2 separate regions of the Mus musculus genome follow, and region 2 is linked to region 1. Evidence: chromatin contacts called from public promoter capture Hi-C data. All regions are on one chromosome and are shown on one strand. The core of a region is the stretch at or near the end of the contact, and the rest is flanking DNA. Distances in the headings are between cores, read along the strand shown.

The links. Promoter capture Hi-C pulls out the DNA fragments that hold promoters and counts their contacts.
Region 2: a promoter capture Hi-C map of pre-B cells shows a contact between it and region 1, with 2.6 times the contacts expected there. The contact joins the promoter of Inf2 here to the promoter of Tedc1 in region 1. A contact is called at or near these places in 2 of 39 promoter capture datasets (liver and pre-B cells), 3 of 484 Hi-C or Micro-C datasets (the G1E-ER4 cell line, the HL-1 cell line and myocytes), 1 of 115 datasets of contacts at active chromatin or transcription factors (thymic regulatory T cells) and 1 of 9 other capture datasets (adipose tissue).

Annotation. Positions count from the first base shown.
Region 1 is chr12:113,153,142-113,160,807 of GRCm38.p6, reverse strand. It overlaps Tedc1 (tubulin epsilon and delta complex 1), which reads right to left and starts at 4,387. Exons shown (of 8, transcript NM_134041.3): 1 at 4,237-4,387; 2 at 4,055-4,133; 3 at 3,445-3,647; 4 at 3,081-3,230; 5 at 2,641-2,739. The coding sequence starts at 4,371. It overlaps Crip1 (cysteine-rich protein 1 (intestinal)), which reads right to left. Exons shown (of 5, transcript NM_007763.3): 2 at 7,433-7,527; 3 at 7,296-7,353; 4 at 7,144-7,190; 5 at 6,929-7,033. The coding sequence ends at 7,150.
Region 2 is chr12:112,585,688-112,593,353 of GRCm38.p6, reverse strand. It overlaps Inf2 (inverted formin, FH2 and WH2 domain containing), which reads right to left and starts at 4,570. Exons shown (of 23, transcript NM_198411.2): 1 at 4,459-4,570. It overlaps Gm30048 (a long non-coding RNA gene), which reads left to right. Exons shown (of 3, transcript XR_003950267.1): 3 at 167-518.

The DNA of each region.
Region 1 (7,666 bases), core at 3,138-5,637:
CAACACAGCTGACCCTTCTGGAAGACAGAATGCTCAGCAATCTGTAAACTGAGGGTGGATGCCAGGGATGCCCATAGGTGCCAGGCCTAGTCACAGGCACAACCTACACAAAATGTAAGTGCTCCCACATTTAACACCTGCACGAGGGACCCAGGGAGAGGACCCTTGCAGATGACAATACGTGCCAAGCCCTCTGCACCTCAGACCCCCAAACCAGGCTCTGCAGAGAAGTTTCCCATGGCCTGAGAAACTGGAGAGAGACCCTGAATGCTAGCCAAGGCCAGTCCATTGGGGCAAACACAAGAGACAGGAGATCAGAGCCACCACTTAGCCATGCGCAGAGATGGGAGAGTGGTGAGAGATGTAAGCAGCCAGCCAGATCAGGGTGAGTGGAGCACAGAGTGTGGTCCACAGGTGTACCACCCAGTACCAAAGAGCAAAGACCCTACCCACAGATACAAGGCACCTAGACACACCATCAGAAGGGCAGATAATACAGACCCCAAGAATAGTCCCCAGGGGCACAGTGCCCCCAGACCGTGGGGTATGGGTGTGATAGACGAGCAAATAAACCCCTTCGCTTTGCCATGGCTCCACCCTCAATTCTGCAGTCTCCTGAGGCAATCTCCCTGAACCTCCTCCCAGTAGGAGCAAGGACACAGAGGTGCAAACAGAAGGCTGTGGGCTCCACTGTGATCCAGGAAACTGACTACCAATGCAACAACAGGCCTGGCTGCTCACACACCAGGCACACACCATTCCAGAAACTTCTGGGACCTGTCTGCGGGTGGGCCAGATGCAGGTTTTAGCCAGCTCCTCTCCAAATACAGGAAAAGAAGCTGACCTGAGGCCTTGGTCCACTTAGCTGTCCACAGTCCTCCGTCTCAGCACAGGACAGCTTCTGAGACAAGTGGTGCCGTAACCAGCGGCCTCCCCGCACCCTGCCCCTGGAGTGGTTCTGTGGGAAAGTCCCAGGCAGTGCTTGACCAAGCATGGGAGGCCTCTGCTATAACCCAAAGTCCAGCAGTCGAGTCACATTCAAAAGGGGGTCAGAGGCAGGGGTGTGCATAAGGACCCTTAAGTCTATCTCAGCACTTCAAGGTCAAGCGCTGGCCCTACAAGGCTGGACCCAGCCTGGGATTTATCTAGGGATACAGATCCAGCTGACACCAACGGCCAGGTACCTGACCCAGGAAGCACCTTTGCTTCAGAGCATACAAATCACCAGAGCACAGAAGGAAGCCCAGATCCGGAATCTGCCAACCAGCCTTGTAGCAAGAGCCCCAGAAGATGACAGGAAGAGTGGGAACCAGGAATCTAGCCATCCGCCCCTCACCCCATGAGCCTCTGCTTTCACCCACCCAGCCATAGGACGGACGGGCCTTTGAGAGGGTAGAGTCTGGACTGGAGAGGGAAGAGGCAAACAAGGGAGTTGTGCCTGGAAGAAGGCAGCATCTGAGCCCCAGTTCAGGTGCGTAAGAATACAAGCCTAAGGCCGGCAGAGGCAGCCAACCACTCGGGCTGGTTTAAATCCAGCCCCGAAGTGATGCCCAGTCCTGAACCTGTCCTATAAACCTCGGAGATAAGCTGAGCAAAAGGAAGACACCAGTGATATAGATGGGTAGGACCCTAGAAAGGCAAGGAAGGATGGAAGGACAGCACAAGGGGAGCAGGGGTGGGGTGGGGTGGGGACCAAATATCCTGGGGAGAAGCTGGGATGGGGCCAATACTGACACCTTCCTTGGGCCTCGTCATCCCCGGGGTCTCATAGCCTACTGTTCTGCAGGGCTCTGCTCGCTCTCTCACTCTCCCTCTTTATAAAGATTTGTTTATTCTTTTTTGTTTGTTTGTTTTTTGTTTTGTTTTGTTTTGTTTTGTTTTTCGAGACAGGGTTTCTCTGTATAGCCTGGCTGTCCTGGAACTCACTCCGTAGACCAGGCTGGCCTCGAACTCAGAAATCCGCCTGCCTCTACCTCCTGAGTGCTGGGATTAAAGGCATGCGCCACCACTCCTGGCAGATTTGTTTATTCTTATTTATCTGAGTACACTGTAGCTGTCTTCTGACATACCAGAAGAGGGCATTGGATCCATTGCATATGGTTGTGAGCCACCATGTGGTTGCTGGGAATTGAACTCAGGACCTCTGAAAGAGCAGCCAGCACTCTTTAACAGCTGAGCCATCTCTCCAGCCCGGCTCTCTTAAGATTCAAGTCTATCAGGAAGCTCAGGAGCCCACTGCCTAGAAAAGCCATGCTTGGAAAGAAGTAAATGGCTCCTGGGCAACGAAGGAGGATTAAGGCCTACAAACATCCAGGCCAGTACCCTGGCCTTCCTGTTAACCTCCCCACGCTGATTCCTGTGAGTCTAGCCCCAGGCTCTGAAGGACAGCCGGCCTGCTCACACTCAGGCTTTCCTACCTCCAGATACGTCAGGTAGAACTAGAGGTTCATCTCAGACCTGACAGCAGTGTTTTCCCATTCCAGTGGTCCCCTTCCGGAACCCCAACTGTGACACTAGCCACCCACAGTAACAAACGACAGTGATTGGCTGTCAAAGCCTAACACCAGCCGGGTATTTCCCCAACAGACCAAACACCCTGCCATGAGGCAGCGCCCACTGCAGCACCCTGCCAATCCTCACCTGCTGACCGCTCTCTGGATCTCTAAGCATCTCTGTTTCGGCAACAGAAAGATGGCCAAGGCTCTGTTGGCTGTGGCATCCCTGCGTGTACAGGTGGATCTGTAATAGGTAAAATAGCCAGGCTGGGGAGTAGCTCCCAGCAAGATCTTTCAGCCGAATATGGGCACCTTTAGAGACCACTTATAACCAGAAAGGACAGAGCTGGGCTCAGGATACCCCAGTAATACTGGGGGCAGAGGCTGCAGAAGGGCACCAGACAACTTCACCGAGGGCTTCCACACCTTGCTCACCAGGACACAGGTAAAGCACGGTCCGTCCCTGCTTGTAAAGGTCAGAGTTGGGATAAGCCCAGCAGTCCAGTGGTCCAATAGTGGTGACAGAGATGGACCCCAGGGAAAGGCAGCCTGGGCACAGGGTGAAGAGCCATGTGCCTGTATTACCTTGCTGAGGAGGATACACTGCTCCTGCTGACTAGAGATCAGGCATCGCCACCTAAACCGCAGCCTTCCCATCAGCCATTCCACTAGTCGGAGATCCACGGGGCTCTTTGGTTCCACAAAGGGTGCAGGAGGACCAGGACTGGTTGGGGCCTCACAGTAGAGAGGGAACAAGAGTCAGCCCTGCTATACATCCCATATCTCGAGGAAGGACCAGGACAGGGAAGCTGTACTACTGACGTACATCCTCAGCTTCAAAGCTGGATGAGAACCACACCAAGGGCAAATACCACATGAGCTGGAAGCCCGGAGAAATCCACGGGTTCTGGGCAAAGCAGGGCTCTGACACCCTCAATTACATACTCACCTCCCACTGGGGCAACTGGTCACCCAGCTGCACACGGGTCTGGGCAAGCAGCTGCTCAAGCAAGGGTCCTCGGGCGAGGAGCCAAGACAGGGCCAACAGCAGTTCCCGGCTTCCCTGAGAACTGCCGTCTGGAAATTGTAGCAGCACAGACCTGGGGTAGCCTTGGGAGCCCAGTGCTGATTTCACCACACAGGCTTGGGCCTCTGGAGTGGGAAATGATCAGATCAGGGGGTGCTAACCTGGAGATTTCACCTGGATCCCTCTGGGGACCTGAGAGCACCCCCTAAGCTTAGAACCTGCTAAGCGTGGACTAAGGAGGCGAGATCTGAGAGTCTATGAGGAGGCAAAGTGATAACCAACGGGCAGGATTTCTGTGAGTGGTTGGCCAGTCTCAGCGTTTCACTGGAGTGATAAAGCCACTACTACCCAGGTAAGCGTGGTAAAGGCTAGTGGGAACTTATACTAATGGAAGTGGGCGCAACAGCGAGAGGAGCAGGTGCCTGCAGGAAGGGAGGAAACAACAGAGGAGCTTTGATGGGGCGGGACTTGGTGGGTTAAGACAAAACTACAATAGCCTTGGGGAGCGGCTTTCTGAGAGGGCGGGGCTTACCTGGGGCAAGGTCGGTCCAGGTATTGTTTGCAGCAAGCGGTGAGAGCACGCGCAAGAGAAGCTGCCAGAGCACTGGAGCCTGAAGCAAACGAGGAGTTTGTAGTCAGCGGGTATCAGGTGTCACCTACATCAGCCCAGGCAACGCCTGCCCCGACCCCGACCGCCTACTCGAATAGCCTCACCGCCTCAGGTCGATCGAACTTGGCGCGGCGGAAGATTTCTGGGCTGGGCCCAGCAGGCAGGCACCGACTCAGCGCGGCGACAGCCTCAGGCAGGGCCCGGGCAGCCCCTTCCACCCGGCTCCGCCGCCGCCGCATACAGCCAGCACTAGACAGCCTCGGATTGCCCGCTCGGGACCCCGACCAATCACAGTTCCGGATGAGGCCCGCCTTCTCCCCTCAGGCCCAATGAACGATGACTCTGGCGTTTGAGTGCCTACCAGTCTATCCCGTAGGCAGGCACTTCCGGGGTCGGGGGCGGGGATTGGAGGTGCCAACTCCGTTGGAACTCACCAATCAGCACCTCGACTTATCAACCGCCTTAGCAACCCCGGGCTAGGGAAGCGCGAGGCTGGAGGGCGCGCATGCGCCCGAGGTGTTCCCTGGAGGAGCGGAGGAAGGAGCAATGTGGCTCCACCCAGCCACGAAGGGAGTGTCTCTGCGAAGCCGCCCTGGAAGGAACCCGCCGCCAGGGGTCGCCAGGCCTCCGCGAGAAGCAGCTGAGCCCTGCGAAGTGGGTGGGGAGTTCCGGGGGCCACGTCGCCAGAAGTCTCTTCGGAAAGCCATCCTCCCTCTCATGTACAGCCAGCCCCAGACTTCCTTGTCCCCATATTCATTCTTCCTCCAGCCACTAGAAGAGCAGTTTTTAAGGAAAATTCTCCACTTCATAAAAGGGTGCGGCCCTCTCTTTTAAGGTTGAACTTAGTTTTGCACTCAGCCCTTCAGGAGCAATCTTGGTAAGCTTTGAGAATCCCGCAAGGATTCACAGTAGCTACATGACAATGGCAGAATGAACCCAGAGTGCAACCTGATGCACGGGGAAAGACATGCAGTCGGCAACTATCCTCCGCAACCGGCATGAGCCTACTACGTGGCTACAACCTAGGTGAAGCCAGAGCAGCCTCTGTGGGAAGCCGGATGCGAAAGATCACATTATGTGCGCCAGTGCGTGTGGAGGAGGGCCGGACAAAGGCCGGACGCTGCCAACGGTGATCCAGAGACAAGCCTGTAGGCGACGAGTGGCAGGAAGAATTGCTGGGGCGAGACCTGAACGCTCGAGCGGACACAAACTAAGCTTTGTGCCCTCGATGTCGCCACCAAAAATAGTTGGAGCAGCGGACAGACAGTACTGCGTGTACTCTGCATCTCAAAGCTAGGAAAGAAGAGGCAGGTGGAGAGGGAGAGGGTGCGGTGCGGAAAAGGAAAGTGAGGTGAGAGGGAGGGGCAGAGCTGTCCCTTGGCACCTGCCAGTTTAACGGCGGTCTACAGGATGGCCACGCCCTCCGGAAGTGCGGAGACTGCGGGCTCACCTTTACCTTGACCCTCCCTGTGTTTTGCTGCAGACCTTCCTCTGCTCATCTGGATACCTTCAGCTATTCTGCCTCAGGGTCTCCTCCTTCCTGGCCCCTTGCCACACAGCAAATGGCCTCGCCCAGCTAGTTTCTACCTGCTCTTCCTGCCCTCGCTTCAGAGCCATGCTATACTGCACACCTTAAACACGAAGCGCCCTGAAAAGCACAAAGACTTGAGTTCTTGTCTACTGTGCCAAGGAACTCCTGATACACCCTTATGGAACTCTCTGCCGCTTAGGCTTCTTTGCAATACTATACACTTCCCTCACCTGACCTGCTCATTCCTACAGGCCTCTCAGGTTGCTGGAGGCCCAAGTCTACTCCAGTTGAGAGACGTGGATCTGGGCTCGAGGGGCTGGAAGTATGAGGAAGACAGGGGCCTTAAGGGTGGAAGACAACAGGGGAAAGTGAGTTTCTGCCCTTCACCCATACATCTCTTCCAGGTCCTCTGCAGGTCTGGTTGGACACCAAAGATACCCTCACCCCTCCTAGTAGGAAACTAATACCGAAGGTGGGCTTCTTCTACTCCATACTGTGGTCACCTCAAACACTATGGCCTCCACCTATTGAAATTCCAGAATCACCCAACAATACACACTACACTATACTACACTACACTGCAGACCACTTACTGGACTATCCAGCTTGTTCCTGCAGTGTAGGTGCCAAAGATGAACCCAGGCTAGACCAGGACACTGCTGAGACCTTTGTGACCTTGTTAAGTCCAAAGGGTTTTGAATGGCCAGTAGCATAGGGAAGGCAAAGCTGAGAGCTGCCTGGCTCTACAAGGGTTTCCAGAAAGCCCTTTCCACTGTCACCCTCAAATCCCATTAGAGCACTGGGTCACCCAGGGCACTCCTGTTCAGGGAAAAGGTGTCTGGGACCACGCTGAGCAGCTACAGAGCTCACCCACAAGGGTGCACTTCTGGGGACAGGGTGGGGTTGCAGGAAGTGAAAATGGAATAGATCAGGAATCCACACAACTCCCTCCCGAAACAGCTCAAAAAGGGAACCAAAGCAGCTCCCACTGATTCACCCTCTGAACTGCGGCCAGCCCCACCTACGCCATGTTCCTGCTGACCCCGACAGCCAGGACCTCACCCCAGGCCAGAACCACTACAGAACCAGGCGACAGGAACTTTACGGATCCTGAAGTTGGATGTAGGCCTGAAACTGCACCCCTCAAAGGGTAGTGGGCACCACTGCCTGCAGCAGCAGGAAAAGCAGTGCCCTGCATCAGGCCTGGGGTTGAGGCTCTCACTGTACACCCCTCTATCACACATCAGCAGACAAAAACACAGGACTTCCAAAGATCAGGTTTATTAAAGGCACTGAGGGTTCCCGAGAGCCCTGCTGTCCGGGGGTAAGGCCTGGCATGTGCCTGGGCGGGCAGGGAGAGTTTCCACAACCTGTAAGAAAGAGAGACAAATGTGAGCGCAAAGTTTTGTTATTTACTCTATTAGGGATGACTCTGTCCTGTAAACTGGTGGACTGGGTGGGATTGGAGATGGGGCTATACCTCGGTCTACTTGAAAGTGTGGCTCTCAGCTCCACCTCGCCCAAAGCCTGCCAAAGATAAAAAGAGGATAAGATAAAAAATAAGGATACTGACATGTTGGGAAAGGAGGCCGGCACTGGGAGGCCCGTTAGGGAAGAAGTCCGGCAACATACCTTTGGGCCCAAACATGGCGGAGTAGCAGGGATGATTGCAGTAGGGCTTGCCTTCATGCTACAAGGAAAAGAACAGTAGGGTTTACCTTCACCCCAACTCCTATAGCTCCTCCCTCTGCCCCCTAACGGCCCCTTACCTCAGCATGACCCCCAGAGGTCAGTGTCTTTCCACATTTCTCACACTTCAGGCAGGGACGATGCCAGTCCTTGCCTAGTGAAGTCACTCGCTCAGCTGCAGAAGCACAGATCCACTGTGAGACACTGGAGTCCCTGCAACCCCTCTTCAGCTGCACAGACACCCACACTTCATTCTTTCAATGTGGCAGCCCACCCTGTGTCCCCAGAGACCACTGTGCTCCAGAGAGGGTTAG
Region 2 (7,666 bases), core at 3,321-5,820, 570 kb after region 1:
GAAAGAGTGTCACTTTAACTGCACCTGCCGCACAGGGTGGGCTGTGTGTGCCCTGTATCTTCTCCCTGGCCCCGCTCAGCATTCCTCAGCCACCTGGTCCCAGGGAGCCTGGCAGGCCCAACCGGGTGAGCAAGATCCTCAGCCTGGGTACGTATTTTGTTCACAGTCCTGGCCTGGAAATGAGGACACCGAGGCTCCTGCAAGAGCCAGCCCACGTCGGACTTGGGTTTCCCTAGCCAGAATGTTCACCAAGGAGCCCTAGACACTCAGCATGGATTGGCTGACCCAGCACTGTCCGCACAACAACCATCAGGCCCGAAAGCACCACATACATACTGCTTACCCTTCTGTCTCAGAGGCGACCTCCCATCTCCTATCCCTCTTAGAGATGGCCCATCTCCCTGCAACCTGCTGCAGAGCTCTGTAACACGCCAAAGGTTTGGCCCCTACTCCTGTCTCTACCTCCACAGCCTGGGCCCTCTGTGTGGGTGTCCCTGAAAGATGTCTTGTCCTCAGGCCACTCGTGTCTATATATGAAGTGGAACAGAGAGAGGCAGGGGGCAGGCAGCACCTTTCTCCCAGCCTAGGCCAGGTGGGAGCAGCTGTCTATCTCCCTGCCGTGGATCCAGGCGGCAGTAGAGCTGTGCCTGGAGCAGAAGCGAGGACACAGGAAGACCACAGCCCGGGGATTCAGAGGCCCTGGACCGGGCAGGCAGGGAGACTGAACCACAGAGATACCAGTTTGCCTTACAAAACTTGGAGGGGTCCAGGTGGCTTTCTGGACCTACCTCTAGCAAGGGCCAACTTCCTACTCAGTGCTGGGGAGGACCATGCTGGGATTGGGAGCTGGTGCTGGCTGGTTGGAGGTGGTGGGTCCTGGGTCAGGTGTGCTAAGCAGATATGTGTGACCCTCCTGACCCCACTGGGTCTTGGGTTGGCTTCAGTGCTTGGCTTTGATGTTGGTGCCTCCCATCCACTAAGAGCCTTACACCCAGGCTCTAGTCAGCAGGAACTCTGTCAGTGCAGGCCATACAAGCTGCTGGTGGGGCAGAGCCCATGGCAACGCAGTACGCGTAGATCTGGGATGCTCTGAGCAAGTCCAGCTCTGCAAACATATGGGATGCTATGACAGCCCAGGAAGGGGCTGCTGCCCAGGTACTATGACTTTGCCAGGCTTCTCTTGGGGTCTAGGCTGCCCTCCTCAAGCCCATTTGCCTTCCCAGGAGTCCACATGCCACAGGAATTAGCCAGGGGCAGGAGACTTACAGAGGCTTTCTAGACTGTCCCATCCCCTTTTCTGTCCTGTCTGCTTCCTACAGAAAGGAAAGCCATCGAGAGGGTGGGACAGGAAAGCAGCCTTGGCCGTCCTGTCCTCACACAGTGGTGAAGAGTCCTGGCCTGAGGTGCACACCCTTTAGTCAACTTGACACAAGCTAGAGTCATCTGGCAAGGGGATCCTCAGCTGAGAAAAGGCCTCTGTCACATTGCCTCTGGGAAAGTCTACAGTGCATTTTCTTGACTAGTGATGGATGTGGGTAGGCTTGGCCCATGGAAGGTGGTGCTTCCCCGGGCAGGTGGTCCTGGAAATACCCTAAGAGAGCAGGGTTAACAGGCCTTGAGAAGCAAGCCAGTAAGCAGTCCTCCTCCTGGCTTCTGCTTCAGTTCCTGCCTCGGGTTCCTGCCCTGTCTTCTCTCAGTGATGGACTGTGGCCTGGGAGCTGTAAGATGAAGTAAGCCCTTTCCTCCTCAGGTTGTCTTATGTTTCTGTCGGTTTGGGTCATGGTGTTTTATCACAGCAATAGCAACACTAACTGTGACATCCCCCTCAGCCACACCCGACTCCATCTACCAATACCTGATGAACCGGGCACTAGGTGTTCAAGGCAGCAGGTCCTGTTATAGTCACTGGAGGAGAGGGAGACTGGAGGGTGAGCTTGCTTTTCACACACCCCGTCTAGACACTCAGCAGAGGCTACCTGACCTGGACAAAGCCTTCTACTCTCTGAACTGCAGTGTCCAGTCCTGAGACCTTGTCATGTGGCGAACACTTGCTCATTTAGGTCAGGCTACCAGGACAAAGGCCACATATTAGGGCCTCATCCTCACACCTCCATAATAGGGAATACGGGGGTAAGAGGGCTTTGTGTGGCATATGACTGGATACGACCTCCTGGCAGGGGGTGATGTGGGGACAGGACCTGATGTCTACAGCACCAGGCACTGTAAGTGCCTCCTGTCGGAACAGACAGTAGCTCACATACTCTCCAGACAAAGTGAGAGCCAAAGGGCCAGATGGGTCCCGTCAGCCCTTGGCTTGTCTCCTCTCAGCACGCAGACCTGCTCACAGACTGTGGGAGGTGAGGGGAATAGGGATTGGGGACAGTGCTCGAGGGATGACAGAGGTAGCCCCAGCAAAGGACTGGCACTAATTAGCTCCAGTCCTGTTCCTTATGTAATCACACTTTAGGACAGGGGCACAGGGAACACAGGCTCAGCCGGCACGTTCCCCTACCCAGTTCCTGTACAGCTGGTGTTGACATGTGCTATGTGCCCTGGTAGCTGTGAATGGATCCATGTGCTGGGTAGGGGCAGCTGTGAATAGATCCATGTACTGGGTGCTGGGTGCTGGGTAGGGGCAGCTGTGAATAGATCCATGTACTGGGTGCTGGGTAGTGGTAGCTGTGAACAGATCCATGTACTGGGTGCTGAGCAGGGGTAGCTCTAAACAGATCCTACTTTGGTTCAAGGCCCAGGCTGTCTGAACATTCTCACAAGACCTTCCTCACTTAGGTCAGGCTAACCAGGGTGAAGGCCACATATTAGGGCCCCATTCTCACACCTCCAGTGACAGGGGGGGGTCCATCGTCCCTTTCTACATCAGATGTTCCTAGGCCCGTTCCCCTTATGGTTCCCCTTATGGTAGCCCCGAGAGACTAACTCTGAAGCTCACTCTAAAAAGAGAGAGGTATACCCTCTCTAACCACAATGCCCACTGGCCAAGGAACTATGCACCTATTAAACACCTGCTGTGTGCAGGGTCAGGCAGTACAATATTAGGCCCCATCCTTCAGACCGTGAGGACCCTCACAGAGCCCAAGGACTCAGCCTACTCCGGAGACCGCCACCATTCCTGCCCAGAATGGCCCAGCAGCAGCCTGCCTGCACCCACAGGTGTCCCCATCACCCACCATCCTGCAATTCTCCTGCCTCCTCCAACAGCTTTCATAAGCCTGAAAACTTTCCCCTGTAACAAGTGCACTTTGGTAGAAGGTGAACGAGTCTATTTAAGGTAGGTGCTTTCAGGTCTCAGCACAGCGAGATGGGTGCAATTAGCTAGACAGCCATCAGCACCCCCACAAAATGAGGGGCCTCAGCTGGAGGTTAACCCCTCAGGAGCAGAACCCTTGCCAACAGCCTGCTTGGGTACCAGGGAGGGAAGCTTAGAGACCGCCAGGAAAAGGTAGGAAGGCAGAGCCAGGCAGGGCAACTCCTACCTGGTCCTAGGGGGACCCCCAGCTAGGTCAACTTGCACAGCTGCTCCCCAACCAATGGGTTGGGACAGGGAGAAGCCTTAGTCTCCAGCCTTGGAACAAACACCTTTTTTTTTTTTTTTTTTTTTTTTTTGCTCTAGGGGTTACAGTGTCTGCTTCCCAAATGCCCCCTGCCCTGGGTGACACCCTGAAGGGATACAGTCTGAGACACTCTCCTCACCCTTCAAGTTTAGAGAAGGAATTGAGGCCCAGAGAGGACGGGTAAGGAGGGACTTCCCAACTCTGGCTTCGACCCGGGCGTGCAAGCTTTAGAGTGGGTGCACTGACCTGGAGCCCAAGGCAGGAAGGAGCAGGGTCATTTTTGCCGCTGACTCCTGGTGTGTCCAACCTGTCACCGTGTGCCACCGGGCACTGAGCGGTTAGAAGACGGGACACACGGGCCCATAGACGGCTCTCCATCCCATAGTCCTCTAGGGAGTCCACCAAAGCATAGTTGGGCTTTCTGCTAAGATCACCTTCATTCCCAGCGTCCTTGCCCAGGAGGAGGGTAGACAGGGGTAGCCACAAGAAACAGAGCTGTGTCACTCTCTCAGGTCTGCCTTAGCCCACCGGCGGCGGGCATCTTTAGAAGCTAGCTGTCAGGGCGGGGCCGCAAGCTCGCCCTGTGCTATCCCGGAGGCGGACCTCCAGTTGAAGTTTATTTTCTCAACTGTGGCTGATTCATGGTCAGGATGTGGTAGCCGCAAGGTGGGGGAACTCCTCCAGTCCGACCCGGAGCAAACACCCTATGAGCAGTGAGCATCATCTCCATATCAGCCCGTAGTCGAGGGCCAAGAGCGCGGGACCAGGTTCTTGGCCACCTTGGTGCACACGCGGCAGTCCGCTCCTCAACCCCAACCATTTCCCTCACTGCCCCCAGACTCGGTTTCCCTCTGCGTTCCAGGCTAGCCCGAAGCCGCGGACTTACCGGGTGGGGGTACAGCCGAGAGATGGTGCAGAGTGCTGTGTCCCGGCGCCGGAGCGTCTGGGGCTGCGGGCGGCGGCCTCGCGGCTGCTTTCCGCACAGTCTAACCGCGCTCGCGGGCCGGGCGGGGCTGGAGGGAGGAAGGGGAGGTGCGGCCCCACCCGGCGGCGGCCACGTGGGGGGCGGTGCTGCCCGGGGCGGGGCGGGGTGGGGTCTCCAAGGAAGCCCTGCCCACCCGGGTCTGGCATCTCTGCGGGGGCGGAGAGATGAAAAGGAATGGGACATTCCGGGACTCTCTAGAGACCTGCTGGGAATGGCCCTTTTGCCTCCGACCTCACTGTCAGTTCCCGCCCAGGCTCCCTAGCACGTTCCTTATCTCTCCCCTACGCTGGCCATCTGGTGGACTCACGAGTTGGTCAGGTTCTCCACCACCTCTGGTCCAGCTCTGCCTCCCACACGGGAGCCCTGCTGTAGGCTGCTGATCTTGAGAGTCCTCCGATGTCCCTACCTTCATCCTTTTTTCACTGGAGGTAGCTATTTCCAGTTTCTAGCTCTGTCCTGAGGACCTGCTGAAGTGCTCTCCCTGGCCCTAGCCTGGGCTGTGCGCCCTCAGTTTCTCCAGCTTGAAGTTGTACCTTTAAAAGGTTTATGAACGTGAATAAAGGGTCTCCACTTACTTGAGCCTTGAATCTTCCAAGCTGGGTGGAGGGCATGTGGCGGGTGGGCAGAGTGAAGGGCTCTGGATCTCCTGTAGCCATTCTATCCTGGACACAGCATCATGCTTGGGGGTTTATGTGCTCTTCTGCCACATGGGATTAAGCACAGCCTTGGCTGCCTGTAAATGTCCATCTCAGTATTCTGTGCCCCCTGCTCGGCCCTATCATCTCAAGCGCAGGGCCAAAAGCAACCTTTGATAGCTAGCCAGTGTTGGGATGGCCCCAAAGTGCTTGGTGTGCACCGCCAAGGCAGGTGCTGACTGGCTCTTGGACACTGCCCAGCCTGGGATGTAAGTCTTGGCCGTTCCTGTAGTGGGACTCAGCTGTTCTTAGAATGCACAGTCCCTGCAGCCACCAAATGAGCCACTCAGCCCCACTAACGCTCAGCACAGAGACCTTCTGTCTGGGCTGCAATTCTGGTTACCCAACATCACCTAGGTCTGGTGGCTCCTTCTGGGAAGGGGTCAGCAAGGTTTACTCACTCTGTCCTGGGCCTTTGGTCAGAGGGTGTGTTTATTTACCCAAAAGGAGGAATGTGACTATGGCCCCAGCCTGGAGGACTGTTGGCCTCAGCCTGTCACCATCCCTCATTCCCTCATCCCCCCATGAGACCGCAGTGGCTGTGTTTGGGAACTGTGTCATCTTTCCAGGTTCTTCTGCAGTGGCCCTGAGGGAGGTGCGGCCCTGTTGGAGCTGTTCCTCAGGGTCAGGCCAAGCCATGAGAGGCCAGAGCAGGATGAAGCGGGCAGAGTAGCTAGTTGGTAGCTGGGGTCAGGGTTCAGAGATCTGGCAGTTTGTGGCTCTGGATGCTGCAGGAGTGGGAGTTTCCCTTGAACCTCAGCTTGGGCTCTCTGTGGCCACAGAAGTGACGTTTCTGCTTCAGGAGCGTCACCTGCCTGAGTGCGGTGGCTGTTCTCGGGCCTTTCCCATTTCCTTTTTTGATTGTTTTGTGAGTTGTTGCACTACATAGCTTAGAAATATCGATTCTCCTGTCGCAGCCCTTGGAAAGTAATAGGATTGCAGGATTGTGCTACCATAGTGTTTCTCTCTCTCTCTTTCTCTGTCTCTCTCTGTGTGTCTCTGTGTCTCTTTGTCTCTGTTGGTTCACTGTCTCTGTGTCTGTCCCTCTATATCTCTGTGTCTGTCTCTCTCTCTCTCTCTCTCTATGTCTTTGTGTCTGTCTCTGTCTCTCGTCTCTGTCTGCCTCTCTGTCTCTTTCTCTCTGTGTGTCTCTCTCTGTGTCTCTGTCTCTCTATGTCTCTATGTTTCTCTCTGTCTGCCTCTCTGTCTTTTTCTATCTCTGTCTCTCTCTGTGTCTCTGTCTGCTTGTCTTTGTCTTTCTCTGTGTCTCTGTGTCTGTTTTTGTGTCTTTGTCTCTGACTCTCTGTGTCTCTGTGTCTCTGTGTCTATGTCTGTCTCTCTGTCTCTGTCTGCCTCTCTGTCTCTTTCTCTCTGTGAGTCTTTCTCTCTGTCTCTCTCTGCTTGTTCTTTCTCTACTCCTCTGTCACCCTCGGGTGCATTACCAAAGTGGCCTCAGAAATGTGCTTTCTCTGGCCATACCCAGCACACTGGGCCCCAAATGGCTTTCTTTCTAGTAACCATAGCTATGGGCAGCACAAATTCTGGAGTGTGAGTCTGTCCTCACAGCTGGAAGTACACACAGGGCTCCTCGAAGCTTAACACTAGATGCCTACAGACATGCAGGTCTGCACCAGCCACCCATGACCTGGGCTGACTGCACACTCAGGTAGAGTCCCACACACCTGCCCACACTGAGAGTGTGCCCCATGTGGACATGTTGGGGCCTCCACCTGAGGAGAGCTCACTACTGCTTCATCAAGAACCAGAGACTGGCTGTGATCAGAGCAAGGGCGGAGCAGACCTCAGTACTGCCAGCTTGAGCTTCTCTGGGAACAAAGCAAGCAGGCGTGGGTGTTTCCAAAGAGAACGCTTCCAGCTGGGTGGAATGGTTGGCCTGGTGTACAAAGCCCAGACAAACAGCAGGTATAGCAGGTGACTCCTTACAGTCAGAGGGGGTACTTCATTCAGGCTGGGACTCCAAGAAGCAGCAGACTAGGTTTCATTTCCTCTGTCATTTGTGTTCCTTTTTATCTTTTGCTCTTGGAAACTGTTTCTTTTCTCTTCCTCCTGGGTTCACTGAGACCCCTTCTGATGGTGTGATAGAAGAAGTAAAAGCATATCCACGCACCACTCCTCTACCCACCGGCCTTGAACGGGTGTCTGAGAAAGACAAGAGCAGCCGAGTTACCTTGGCATGAGTGAAACGGCTCTCATTGGTTCTAGCCCCAAGCCCATACCCTGACTATGACTGTGTTGTACAGCCCTCGAAGGCCTCCATGCCCCTCACAGCATCCCTTCGCAACCCCCCTTTCTCTTGTGTCTCCATGAATGCTCAGAGACTCCCTAAGTGCTTGTTGCAGAAGATAGACACTAGAGAGGACCCATCCCTTACCCAAGGGGGGTCAGGTTGGAAC